Linked DNA regions of Gossypium hirsutum: region 1 is linked to region 2. Evidence: chromatin contacts called from public Hi-C data. All regions are on one chromosome and are shown on one strand. The core of a region is the stretch at or near the end of the contact, and the rest is flanking DNA. Distances in the headings are between cores, read along the strand shown.

Region 1 (5,825 bases), core at 1,532-4,031, 150 kb after region 2:
TTCTATTTATTTATTTACCTAAAAACCTTATATACCTTTATTTTATTTTATTATTTATTTATATCTTCTTATACAATATTATTTTTCTCTCTTTATATTATTATTAATATCATCATTTTTAATATTATTGTTTTTAAGTTTTTTTTACCATGCTTATTTATTTCTTTGTTTAATATTAGTCATTTTCAGTTTTAGTTTTTTCTGCTTATTATTATTATTTCTATTTTTTGCTGATTTATTTTATTTTATATTATTTTTCTCCTTTGTATTGTTATTTACATTAACGCATTTAGTATTCTATTATGCATGTAAATACCTTAATTTATTTTTCATTCTACCACTAAAATTATCATGTTACATTTTACTCGATACATTTAAAATTATGTTTTTTTTTAAAATGAGCATTATTTCGTATTTCGGGATTGGAAAATTGTGCCATAACTTACTGGGTTCCAATTTTCCTCGTTGAATCTAAGTAACCGAGTACCCTTTTTCAATCAAAACGTATAAATTTCAATAAAACCTTATTCTCAGGAATTCGAGGTGTTGTGTCCTAACTCACTGGATATGACATTTTGTATCTCAAGATAAAGATTTCTAAAAAATAAAGGCAATATCCTATGTTTGGAATTTTGATAAATCGTGCCTTAACTTACTGGGTTCCAATTTTTCATTTGACCCAAATAATTAAATATCCTTTTTAAACTTCACTGCATGAGTTTTAAAAATCAAAAGATAAGTTCAATTTCGAAAATGTGAAATGTTGTATCCTAACTCACTGGGTATGACATTTTATTTCTTCGAAATAAGAGGGCCTTAGCATCCAATTTAATTTATTCAAGTGTTCTTTTTAAGTAAAAGGATTGTATTATAAAATCTTTTCAAATTTTCGACATTAAGATATTAATTAATAAATTAGGTACCAATTTTAGGCGTTACGAGGGTGCTAACCCTTCCTCGTGCGTAACCGACTCCCAAACCCTTTTGCTCGAATTTCGTAGACCCAAAATCATTGTTTTAATAAATCAAAATGTTTTATTAAAATGATAAATCTCAAGGTGATCCGATCACACCTCGAAAAAAGATCGGTGGCGACTCCATTTTTTATTTTAAGTCGACTCCCATTTTTCAAATTAAAAATGGTTTCGACAGGTATTATTTTTGATGGGTTTGTAATTTTTTTTAATTTTTCAACTATTCATTAATTAGTATTACATGTCTTTAATTAATCTGAATTTATTATTTTTTTCTTTTTCGATATAATACAAGTTTAAACTTATACACTCATTCACGTATATTCTACGCTACCACCACACAGGTGAATTTATGGATCGAACTCCCTGAACATGACTCGTGTAAATTCTCTTCAACCAATAGACCTATTTTTAGAGTTGTTAGACTAAATGTTATCATATTTGTGTGAATATATTACTTTAATATAAATTAGATATATTAACTTAGATTACACTCTATTTATAATAAATTAGAATTTATAAAGAATAGTTACTCCTTTAATAATTACAATTTTATGCATTTATTTTGTGATATCTAAATGCAGCTAAATTAATTGTATATTGTAAAAGCACGTCAATACACCCTATTTAGTTAAGAAGGCTAACGAACGACTAACGAGCTTTTTCTAGATTAGGTTGCAATTATAATTTTACGCGCTTTGAGGCTGGGATCTATTCAACTTTCTATTGTGGGCTTATCCCATACATTTTTGTTTTGGGCTTATGACGTTTTTTTTTTTTTTAAAGTTAGTTAACAACTACAATACACTGAAATATAACCAAGGCGGAGTCACAGGTCGGCATCATTAAAATGAAAAAAAAAATATTTCCATCCTTTACCATTTATAAAATTTTAAATTAATAATATTTAAATTACATTTTAATTCTTAAAAATAATAAAAATTTGATTTCATCCTTTAAAAATTATAAAAATATAGATTATTAAAATAATAAAATTATATTTTTATTATCGTAAAAATATATAATTTAATTCTCCTCATCCAAAAAAAATTTTTTAGCTCCGCTACTAAATATAACACAAATATAAATATAAAGTAAAATTAAATTAATATAATACAAATCAATTAAGAATTAAAATTAGCTCATCGAATTAAAACTCATACATAATGAAATTGAAGATTCGTATACAATAATTAAACATAATGAGACTCGAACTTAAATATACATGATTGAATATTTTTTTTAGTATTAATTTAATATGGATATATGAATTGATAAAGTTAATATTCACAATACAAAACGAAGTGGACTATATTTTCCATTCTATATTAAATGATTTTTTTACAAATTTTTCACTTTAAAATGAACAAGAAAATGTGCTATTATTTTTATGTTATAATACCTAAACTTAGAGCGGCAAATTCAAGAAAAAGAATTGGCATATTTTTAAGTAAAATACAAAAAAACAGAAGAAAAAAAAACATATTGGTATTATCTCCTAATGATGATGGCAGTTGAATCTTTGTTTATCCAACCAACTATCCTTGGTGTACGTTAGAGTTTTGTCTCATGGTAGGCAATTAGATCCAGTTTGTTTGGGGCACCTGCTTATTCATCGACCAATTATTTTGAGCCACCTCAAAATCTTGTTTTCAAAGTTGACTTTTATGTACACGTGTCGTTGTGTTGGAACGGTCATAGTATGAACTTCAGTACACCAGAGTGTTGCTCTGCATGGGAAACAAAGACAATAATAAAGTTAACAAGTATGCTTCACAACAATGACTGGCAAGCTAACAATCTCCTTTTAGTCCAGTAATTCAATAGTTTGTAGTGTTTTTGCTACGCTATCTCTGAAAGTTTTCCTGATTAACTCAGACCGAAACAGATTTAGAAAAGAAAAGTGCTGGAAAAACAATGTTCAGGTTGCATAAAACAAGGCAAACACCGCCGCCAAGTAATAAATCAGGGGAAAAGATAGATTTTACGTTCTCCAATTTCAAACTGGTTCAGGTAATCATTCATTTCGTCCTCATCTTGTTCTTCTTCTATGTTCCATTTTACTTACATTATATGTGTGTGTGTGTTTTCTGGTGTTTTTATATAGGTACCAAAAGGATGGGACAGATTGATCATGTCGATAATCTCAATGGAGAATGGGAAAACCATGGCAAAGACAAGCAAAGCAGTAGTTCGAAATGCGAGTTGTCAATGGACAGAGACTTTGTCGGAATCTATTTGGGTTTCAAAAACAGTGATGGAAGATTGTTTCTTCAAACTTCTTGTTGCAATGGTAACTTTGTTAATGAAATACCGTTGGATCTTAGTTTACAGTTCTGTATATAGTTGTTGGAAACATGATCTGAACATGTTCGATTCAATTAAGGTGACAAATTAGATGATAAAAGAAGGATGAAAAGAAAATGAATATTGAAATTGTAGGGATCAGCAAGATCTAGCATTCTTGGAGAGGCGACAGTGAATATGACAGGCTATATAAATTCAACCATCACTGTTCCGGTCTCATTGCCATTAAAAAAATGCAACCATGGAACAGTTTTGCAGGTGATTTTTCAACGATCTTATTTCTTCTCTATTATTATTATTATTATTTGTTTTTTTACATTAAATGCATACCATTTAATTAGAAACATGAAGACAAAGGAGCCATTTGCTCGGTTCGCTAGTGGCTGGACCCGTTTTAAGGCGGTGGGGGCTGCCCATGTTAGTCAAGGTCCAATGAGTAAACCTCTTTTCCACTATCGCTAAATAGCATGCATTCATTGGGTTGGTTATGGCCCCTGTATCACAGATCATATTTTATTTAACATGTTACAACTTGGAACACATGACCAACAGTTGCATTAAAAACATAAGCTGGTACTTGTAATGATGATTTGATGGAAATATTTTCATATAAACAGATTTTGAGGTCGGTTAGTATTTTGGACATCACTTCAGTTTTAGCTGGTAGTTGTAAGCTGTTAGAAGATTCAAGTTTGGTCGAAACAAAAAAAAAAAGCGAAAGAGATATCTTAGGAAGATGGTTACCTCCTAAGTAATTTAGATTTTAGAGCAAATTTAATTACATGAACTAAATTAAAGTAGGACTTTTGATAATATGAATGAAACAGAAAATTGAAACACAGTTGTCTTTTTCTAACGAATATTGCACTTGTGATTCTGATATGCAGATGAAAATTCAATGTTTGACACCAAGACGAAAACCCATGTTTGTATCATTCCCTGCCCTTCCTTCCCTTGTTTTTTGTTTTCCTTTAAATGTTGTATTGGATCATAAACACTTGCACTGGATTATTTCAGGGACAATGAATCAAAGCAGACAAATTTCCATAAAGAAGGTAATAGCACTGAACACTCTCCTGATCTAAGCCTTACCTCGGATAGTCCAGAGAGTTTAATTGCAAATAGTGATGGGTCGTCCCCAAGTTCAGCCCCACGCCAAGAAGAACTCGTGAGTAGGGTACGTTAGAGTCTCATTATTGAAGCAATGGTTAGCATGTAGCAATCACATGTTTTATTATTATTATTATTATTATTATTATTATTTGGGTGTAATGATGTAACTTAGTTGTATTCCAACTAAGTTTGTTAGTGGTAGTAGGTAGTGATTTATTTTAAGTGGATGTAATGATGAAACTTAGTTGTATTCCAACTAAGTTTGTTAGTGGTAGTAGGTGGTGATTTATTTTAAGTGGATGTAATGATGAAACTTAGTTGTATTCAAACTAAGTTGTCAAGTTGTAATCTTGTATAAATAGGCTTTATGCCATTTTAAAAAAAATGAATGAATTCAATCAAGATTTCATCCATATACTCTCTATTTTAGCTTTGCTTAAAATTTATTTTATTTTTCTTCTTTGTTTCTGCCGCAAGTCTCGATTCTTGCTCGGCAAGCTTTTTGTTGAACCTTGTTATTTGTTGCACTTAGCTCCAACAATTGGTATCAAGAGCCTATTTCTTAAGGGATCTGTTATACAAATTCATGGCTTCATCAAGCTTTTCACCAGCTGCACCTCAAGTCTTTAATGGAGAAGGCTACCACATATGGGTGGTTAAAATGAAGACCTACCTACAAGCTTTCGATCTGTGGGAGGTAGTCAACTCAGATGTTGAACCAGAGCCACTTAGAGGCAATCCAACAGTGGCTCAAATCAGGCAGCATGCTGATGAGAGGACCAAGAGGCACAAAGCCATGTCTTGCATCTAGAACTCAGTGTCAGATGTGATTTTCACAAGGATTATGGCCTGTGAATCACCAAAACAAGCCTGGGACAAGTTGCAAGAGGAGTTTCAAGGGACAGAGAGGACAAGGCAGCAACAGTTGCTGAACTTAAGGAGAGATTTCGAGAATTTGAAGATGAAGGAAGAAGAAACTATCAAGCAGTACTCTGACAGGATTATGGCTGTGGTTAACAGCATAAGGCTCCTTGGAGAGCAGCTCAAGGAAGCTAGGATAGTGGAGAAGGTTATTGCAACTCTGCCCGAGAGGTATGAGGCAAAAATCTCATCTCTCGAGGACTCAAGGGACCTGTACACCATCTCCCTGACAGAGTTGATCAATGCTTTATATGCTCAAGAGCAAAGAAGAGCAAGCAGACTGGAGGAGCATCAAGAAGGTGCCTTTCAGGCAAGAACAAACACTGCCTACAAAGGCAAGAAGGCCTGGAGAGACAAGCCAAGGACTGATGTTGCAAGAAAAGAGGGTCAGACTTGCAAGCACTGCAAGAGGGCTGGTCATCCAAAAGAAAAATGCTGGTTCAATCCAGATGCTGTATGTCAGCATTGTAAAAAGAAGGGTCATGTTGAGAGAGTCTGCAAGATCAAGGC
Region 2 (6,443 bases), core at 1,377-3,876:
TCAAAATTATAAAAAAAAAATGAAATAAATATTGGGGTAACAAAATAAAGAAGATAACTATCACTCATCGATGCGAAATTGAAGCTCTTCTAGTTCTTACCGATTAAGTGTTAAAAGTATGTCTTATTCGGCTTATTCAAGTTTGGAACACATTCCAGAACACGAGATGATTTGGAAAATGTTACGAGACCCGAAAAACTAAATTAAAGTAAAAAATGGAACTTAATTGAAATATGAGTAAACTTAAGCTCTATCAAACCCGACCCAACTTGCCATTTGCCTTATTATTTTTATATATATTAACTCATAACAAATAAGAATTAAATATCTATAATATAAACATTAAAAATAATATAATTTGAGAAAAATTAAAAGATACATGATATAAGCAAATCTAAAACAAGCTTAGATTAAATATTCAAAAATATAGTCAGAAAATTTTAAGATACAAATTTTAAGTGAAACAGAGCTTGATAAAATATAAAAAATTCTAATATAATATATATAAACTCTGACGTAAGAATAATTTTAGTGTGCATCGGCTACAAAACTATGCAGTATGAATGGCATTCTTCACCGTCTAAGTCCGGGTACGTAGGCTGAAAAACAAAGTCAAGCATAAAATAACTTGATCACTCATCTTCAATACAGAGTTCAAGGTTTAATGATAACGCATAAAAAGCAAAAAAAGATACACGGCCGATGGCCATTCAGTCCATACAAATGCCTTCAAAATCAACATACTACCTATGTAAAAACAGATAATAACTGGGTAAACTTATCGCTTTCCACCACCACCACCAAGCTTGGGACCTTTGGGTGCACCACCCTTTGGAGGGTTACCCTTGCCTTGTGTCTTCTGTTGCTTCGCTGCTACTTCTGCCTTCTTTGCCTTCTTTTCATCCTTAGTCTTCTTGATCCTTTCCTTGATTTCTCTGAACAATAGATTAAACAGTAAAAATCTCAGTAAATATAAACCATATTACATGTCGAAATCAGCAATGAAATGGAATGGGTGCAACTTATAATGAACAAACACACACCGGAGAGCAGCTTCCCTGGCTGCATCACGAACTTCGGGTTTCTCACTCCTCTTCTTCTGGATAACCTCTAAGGTGGCACCCACAATGGATCTGGAGTATGGCTTCTTTGCAGTACGTCTCCTCTTCTTCACAGCTTCTTGGGCAATGTCCTAAACATATGCATCAAGTAGCAAAACTAATATGAGAAAGGGCATGAGAACAATATATTGATAAAATAATCTGATTTTGCAAAACTTTTATAAGATAGATGGCAGCGATAAAAAGAGATGCCAAAACATCAACATTTTGTAAAAGAAGTCAATTTCCAAAAAATACATGATTCTGCTCACAACCAAAATGCCACAGGTAAGGCAAATGAAACCCAAAAATAGTTTTTCTGAAAGAAAACCTGCTTATGATGCTGACACTCACCTTCTTGTGTTGCTTCCTGTACATGGCCGTCCATGTAAGTTTTGATGGCTTCAGGCGGTTGTGGAAGTACCTCTTGCATTTTGAATTGGAAAAGAGGAAGACCTAAACAAATTGATGAAGATCACAGTTCATTGCTAGTACCACAACACAGTATCAACCACTTGAAATCAGAACTAGATGAGAATTTACCTGGGAATCACCACGAACAAATCTGATGCCTTTCCCAGGGTATATCTTGGCACCACTAAATCGGCAAAGCTCCGTCCTAGCATGCCAACAAAATACAATCAATTGCAATGTCTACAAAACCTACTAAATAAATAATACCAATCAGCTTCTTTTAAACTGAATATAGCTCTCTACGCATGAACATAACCATTGACTCAGAACATCACACAATTAACTAAAACAACTATATGATTTTCCAAAAGCCTAGCACTTCATTACAAAACTAGCTGAATATAAATCAATGTTACTCGAACTTGGGTGTGTACAGAGTTCTGTCTGAAACTGTAAATTCAAAGCTGTTTCATGTATTTGGAAGATGTTTGGAGGATCATATAACATACCCATTACAAGATAAGTGTCTGATATGTGTGTCAAATACAGGTCTAAAGGCCATAGACAAGGGAAAATTTAAACTGATTTTCCATTCCCAAGATATATTTATTTTTCCAAAAAAACTAAACCAATATACTCCAACTATCTTCATTAATTAAAAAACCTTAGCTTCAATGAACCAATTGAAGCTCGTATAACAAATAACCAATAAACTAAAATCCCGCTAACATGGAAATGAACATGTAAATAGAACTAATAAAAACAAAAAAGTAATAGCTGAAAGTTCAATTCCCCGCATAATACTAAATAAAATCAATCAATCGCCATATTAGAATATGGAATAAAACAAAATGAAAGGAAGACCTGGCCGTAGGCAGATCTTTTTGGGGGGTATATTTTCTAAGATCATACCAATTACTCGTGATTAAAGAATAATTTGAAGGGAAAGAGGAAGAGATAAGGAACGTACTTGAGAACCATGGCTGCTGCTCTTTGCACCGGAAGAAATCCCTTGAAACCCTAGCGGCGTTGCAAATGTAGATCAAAGGTTTGGGAATATGATGGCCCTTATATTGTGTTAAATTCACAAAACTACCGGCCCAGAGCGGGCCGCTGCATACATTAAAGTGGCCATTGTTAACAAATAACCAAACCATCGGTCCAAATGACAGATAACCAAGCCCAAACTATTTCTTGTTCACCTTTTTATTATAAAATTATGAAAAATAAACATTGCCCTATTCTTTTTTTTCCCTCACAAACATGATCAACAAGGCTACAATTTTAGTAGTAAATTTGGTCTAAGTTATCGCTAACATCATGTTCGTTTGGGGGAGCAGGAATGTGTTACATATTAATTGGCAGTGAGGATTTATTACATCTGTTTTAAAAATAATTTTATTCTGTAAAAAGATAGCATCTCTAAACTTTTCCTTTATCACTGAATAGCAATTCAACACAAGTGAAAACTCTTTTTTTTTTCTATTTCCAATTTTTACCCCTCGCCTTTTTAAACATCCTCTTTACTTCCTTACTTTCTTCTTTTTCTTTTTCCTTTCATTAGAATTAGAATCACGCTATTTGATGGGTTTTCAAATTTATTGCAACTAAAAACTAAACTAAGGTTTCTAACTCTCTTTTGCTCTCTTCTCTCGATTTTATAATGATAAATTAAATCATAATCTGTCCAAAATTTATAATAGCAAAATAAAAAAAAACTAAAAAAAATTAACTGATTGAATCTAAACTCGATTGACATAAATTTTAATATCAATATAAAAGGATGTGAATTTAATTACGTTGAAATATACTCCTATTTAAGAGTTAAGAAGAACTATCTCTTATTTAAGAGTTAAGAAGAACTATCTCTTATCTTAAATAGGAAGTATGGATCTCCATTAACTTAATCATCGTCACAATTTTACAACCCGAGTTCTTGACATGAGCAAATGAACAGCCATGTTTGAAGTAGAAATAAAAATTTTCGCCAACTTTTTTGCTCAGAACTCATAATTATATCAAATTTTTTTATCTAATAGGTCATTATTTATTTGACTTAAAATAAAATATGTCCAGGCAACTCAAATCGGGTGTGTGTGGAAAAAAGTTGGGTCAAAACCTTAAACCTTATATCATTAGTATATTATCATATATATAGATTTTTTTGGGGAACTATCATAGATATATAGATAAATCATACACATTTTCAATTACGCAAAGAGTTTCTAATTCATTAAAGGCTTTGTGGAAAAGCTAAAAAAATAATACTAATTTTATCTATTGTCTTCATGAAAATTGAAGTAAAAACCGTCATGATGATATGAAAATTTACTCGGAAGAATTAGTATGATTTTGGGGCAACGAATCGGCTTCGTTTACATTTCAGCGATCTATCACCAACAGGAGCTTGCATTTATATCCTTCTTTCAGACGCAGCATCTATCAATTCATTACTGTTAATTTCGGCTTCCGAACTCATTGCTAAGGTAAGAACATGAATTGGCTTCACAATGAAGACATGATTTCTAGAACCAAAACTCACACCCTAGCCATACTTCCCATTATCCTTCAAACACCCAGAAATGCACATTCGTCCCAGAATTCATACTGTTCTGTTTATTTAGAAGATATGCAACAAAGAACGTACTTGTATTACAAAAAGATAACACAAACAGAAGTTAAAACAATGAAAAGCAACGCAAATATTCCACCCCTATATTAAGGGTGTGTGCAGTGTGAGATCACATTTTGGTTTTGCTGGAGCGATCACGAATAACGCCTTCCTCCCCAACACGCCCAACATCATTGAATGTTTCATCAGATGATCTCAGTGTAGCATCAACGGCTCCTGCCGGGGATTCTTCAACCTTAATCACTATCGTCTCTGAAAACCCTTCACGACCGTGGCGTTTCGCATCATCATCATAAGTCTTCCTTCTACCTTCATCACCTCTCAGCTTCATCTCTTCCATCTTCTGTCTAGCTGACTCCGTCGTTTCACTCAATGTCTCCTAGATAATTTAAGCAACATTTTGAGTACATTTTCAATATGAGAAAATTAAAAAAAATAAAGTTGGAATAAATAAGGTCATCACCTTGGTGTTCTGTGCAGTCTCGGATGCCTTCTGCTTCGTTTCTTCCGTCTTCCCAGTGAGGAAATCCATAGCCCTCTTAGCAGCGTCTGCAGCTGAATCTTTCAACTCCCCAAGCTTACTAACTGTTGTATCCTTACCTTCCTTTGCTTTCTCCGCTGCATATTCCGTCCCCTGTTTTGTCTTCTCAGCTGTCACGTCCTTCGCTTCCTTCGCTTTTTCAGCTGCATAGTCTTTATACTCGGTCGCTTTTTCCATTGTAGTATCTTTTGCTTCCTTAGCTTTCTGTGCTGCGTAGTCTGTAAACTCGGAAGCCTTCTGCGCTGTCGTATCCTTTGCTCCCTTGGCTTTCTCAGCTGCATAGTCCTTATATTCAGTCGCTTTTCCAATTGCGGCATCCTTTGCATCCTTAGCTTTCTGTGCTGCATAATCTGTGTACTCAGAAGCTTTTTGGGCTGTAGTATCTCTTTCCTCCTTGGCTTTCTGAGCTGTATAATCCTTATATTCAGCCGCTTTCCCCATTGTAGCATCCTTTGCATCCTTAGTTTTCTGTGCTGCATAGCCTGTATACTCGGAAGCCTTCTGTGCAGTGGTGTCTTTTGCGTCCTTAGCTTTCTGGGTAGCGTAATCTGTATACTCAGAAGCCTTTTGGGCTGTGGTATCTCTTGCCTCCTTGGCTTTCTCGGCGGTATAATCCTTATATTCAGTCGCTTTCCCCATTGTAGCATCCTTTGCACCCTTAGTTTTCTGTGCTGCATAGTCTGTATACTCGGAAGCCTTTTGTGCTGTGGTGTCTTTTGCGTCCTTAGCTTTCTGGGCAGCATAATCTGTATACTCAGAAGCTTTACCTGTTACAGTGTCTTTGGTTTCTTTTGTCCTCTGGGCTGCTGTGTTTTTCGTCTCCTTTGCCTTCTGAGCGGCGTAATCTGTATATTCAGCAGCCTTCTCCTTCGTAGTATCCATCTGTTTGGCCTTATCAGCACTCTGGTTTGCTTTCTCAGCTGCATAGTCTTTGTACTCACCAGCCTTTTCCATGGTAGTGTCCTTTGCCCTCTCAGCAAACTCCTTCGCATTATCACCTTCATCAGTAGTCCCCCATGTCTTCCCTCCACCTCCGTAAACTCCTTCCCTCTCATGGCTCTTTCCGACCACAGCTTCTTTTGCATGCTCGTAAGTACCTTGCACAGCCCTCAACACGGTTCCAATAACTCCAGGCCTCTGTTGCTGTTGCTGGGGTGAAGTTTCCCTTCCCCATTCCTCCTTATACGCAAAACTTTCTTCAGGCAACCTTTGTTGTTGTTGCTGTGACGATCGATCCAATTTCTCCTTATAAACAACTCTCTCTTCACATTCTATTCCACTGTTAATATCCCTAAGATCATCCGCGGCTTGTCTAGCTGCCGCCTCCGCTCTTCGCTCCTTCTCTTGCCTCGTCGCCATGGGTAAATATTCAACCTCGATTCAAGTCTCAAACGCAAGCTCACTGGAAATAATATAACACAACAAGACTGTTCAGCGTGTATATGTTCCTTCGCTCTTTATACTTTCCTTAAGCCGGTGAAATGCATGCGATCGATCTAATATACAATTTGCTGCATTCCTGGGAGCATGACACGTTGGGGGAGATTGCTTGCTCTGATTGGCTGCCGCGTGTTAATCAATTGATGATTAGTCGACACGTGGACTCGTATGCTGATGGAATGAAGATATGTTAATGTCATCAGGCGGTGGAATGGATTGGATGCTACTTGTCTGTCAGAGATGACATTGATTTAGGCAACCTGTTGTTCATTAACGCATCTTTCCACGTGTCAAATGATTTGCAACGTGGCTCTCT

What was found. Hi-C and Micro-C count contacts between places; a contact is called where the count stands out from the background.
Region 1: a contact with region 2 is called in a Hi-C map of leaf, with 1.9 times the contacts expected there. The contact joins the promoter of LOC107908738 here to the promoter of LOC107889786 in region 2. A contact is called at or near these places in 2 of 34 Hi-C or Micro-C datasets (both in leaf).

Annotation. Positions count from the first base shown.
Region 1 is chrA09:74,209,139-74,214,963 of Gossypium_hirsutum_v2.1, forward strand. It overlaps LOC107908738 (myosin-7), which reads left to right and starts at 2,782. Exons shown (of 7, transcript XM_041076704.1): 1 at 2,782-2,987; 2 at 3,082-3,267; 3 at 3,417-3,539; 4 at 4,169-4,206; 5 at 4,299-4,458. The coding sequence starts at 2,892.
Region 2 is chrA09:74,054,452-74,060,894 of Gossypium_hirsutum_v2.1, forward strand. It overlaps LOC107889786 (60S ribosomal protein L24), which reads right to left and starts at 2,627. Exons shown (of 6, transcript XM_016814346.2): 1 at 2,485-2,627; 2 at 1,644-1,719; 3 at 1,455-1,556; 4 at 1,044-1,192; 5 at 748-935; 6 at 482-599. The coding sequence starts at 2,495. The coding sequence ends at 779. LOC107889787 (embryonic protein DC-8) reads right to left here and starts at 6,152. Exons shown (of 2, transcript XM_016814347.2): 1 at 4,610-6,152; 2 at 4,108-4,525. The coding sequence starts at 6,046. The coding sequence ends at 4,256.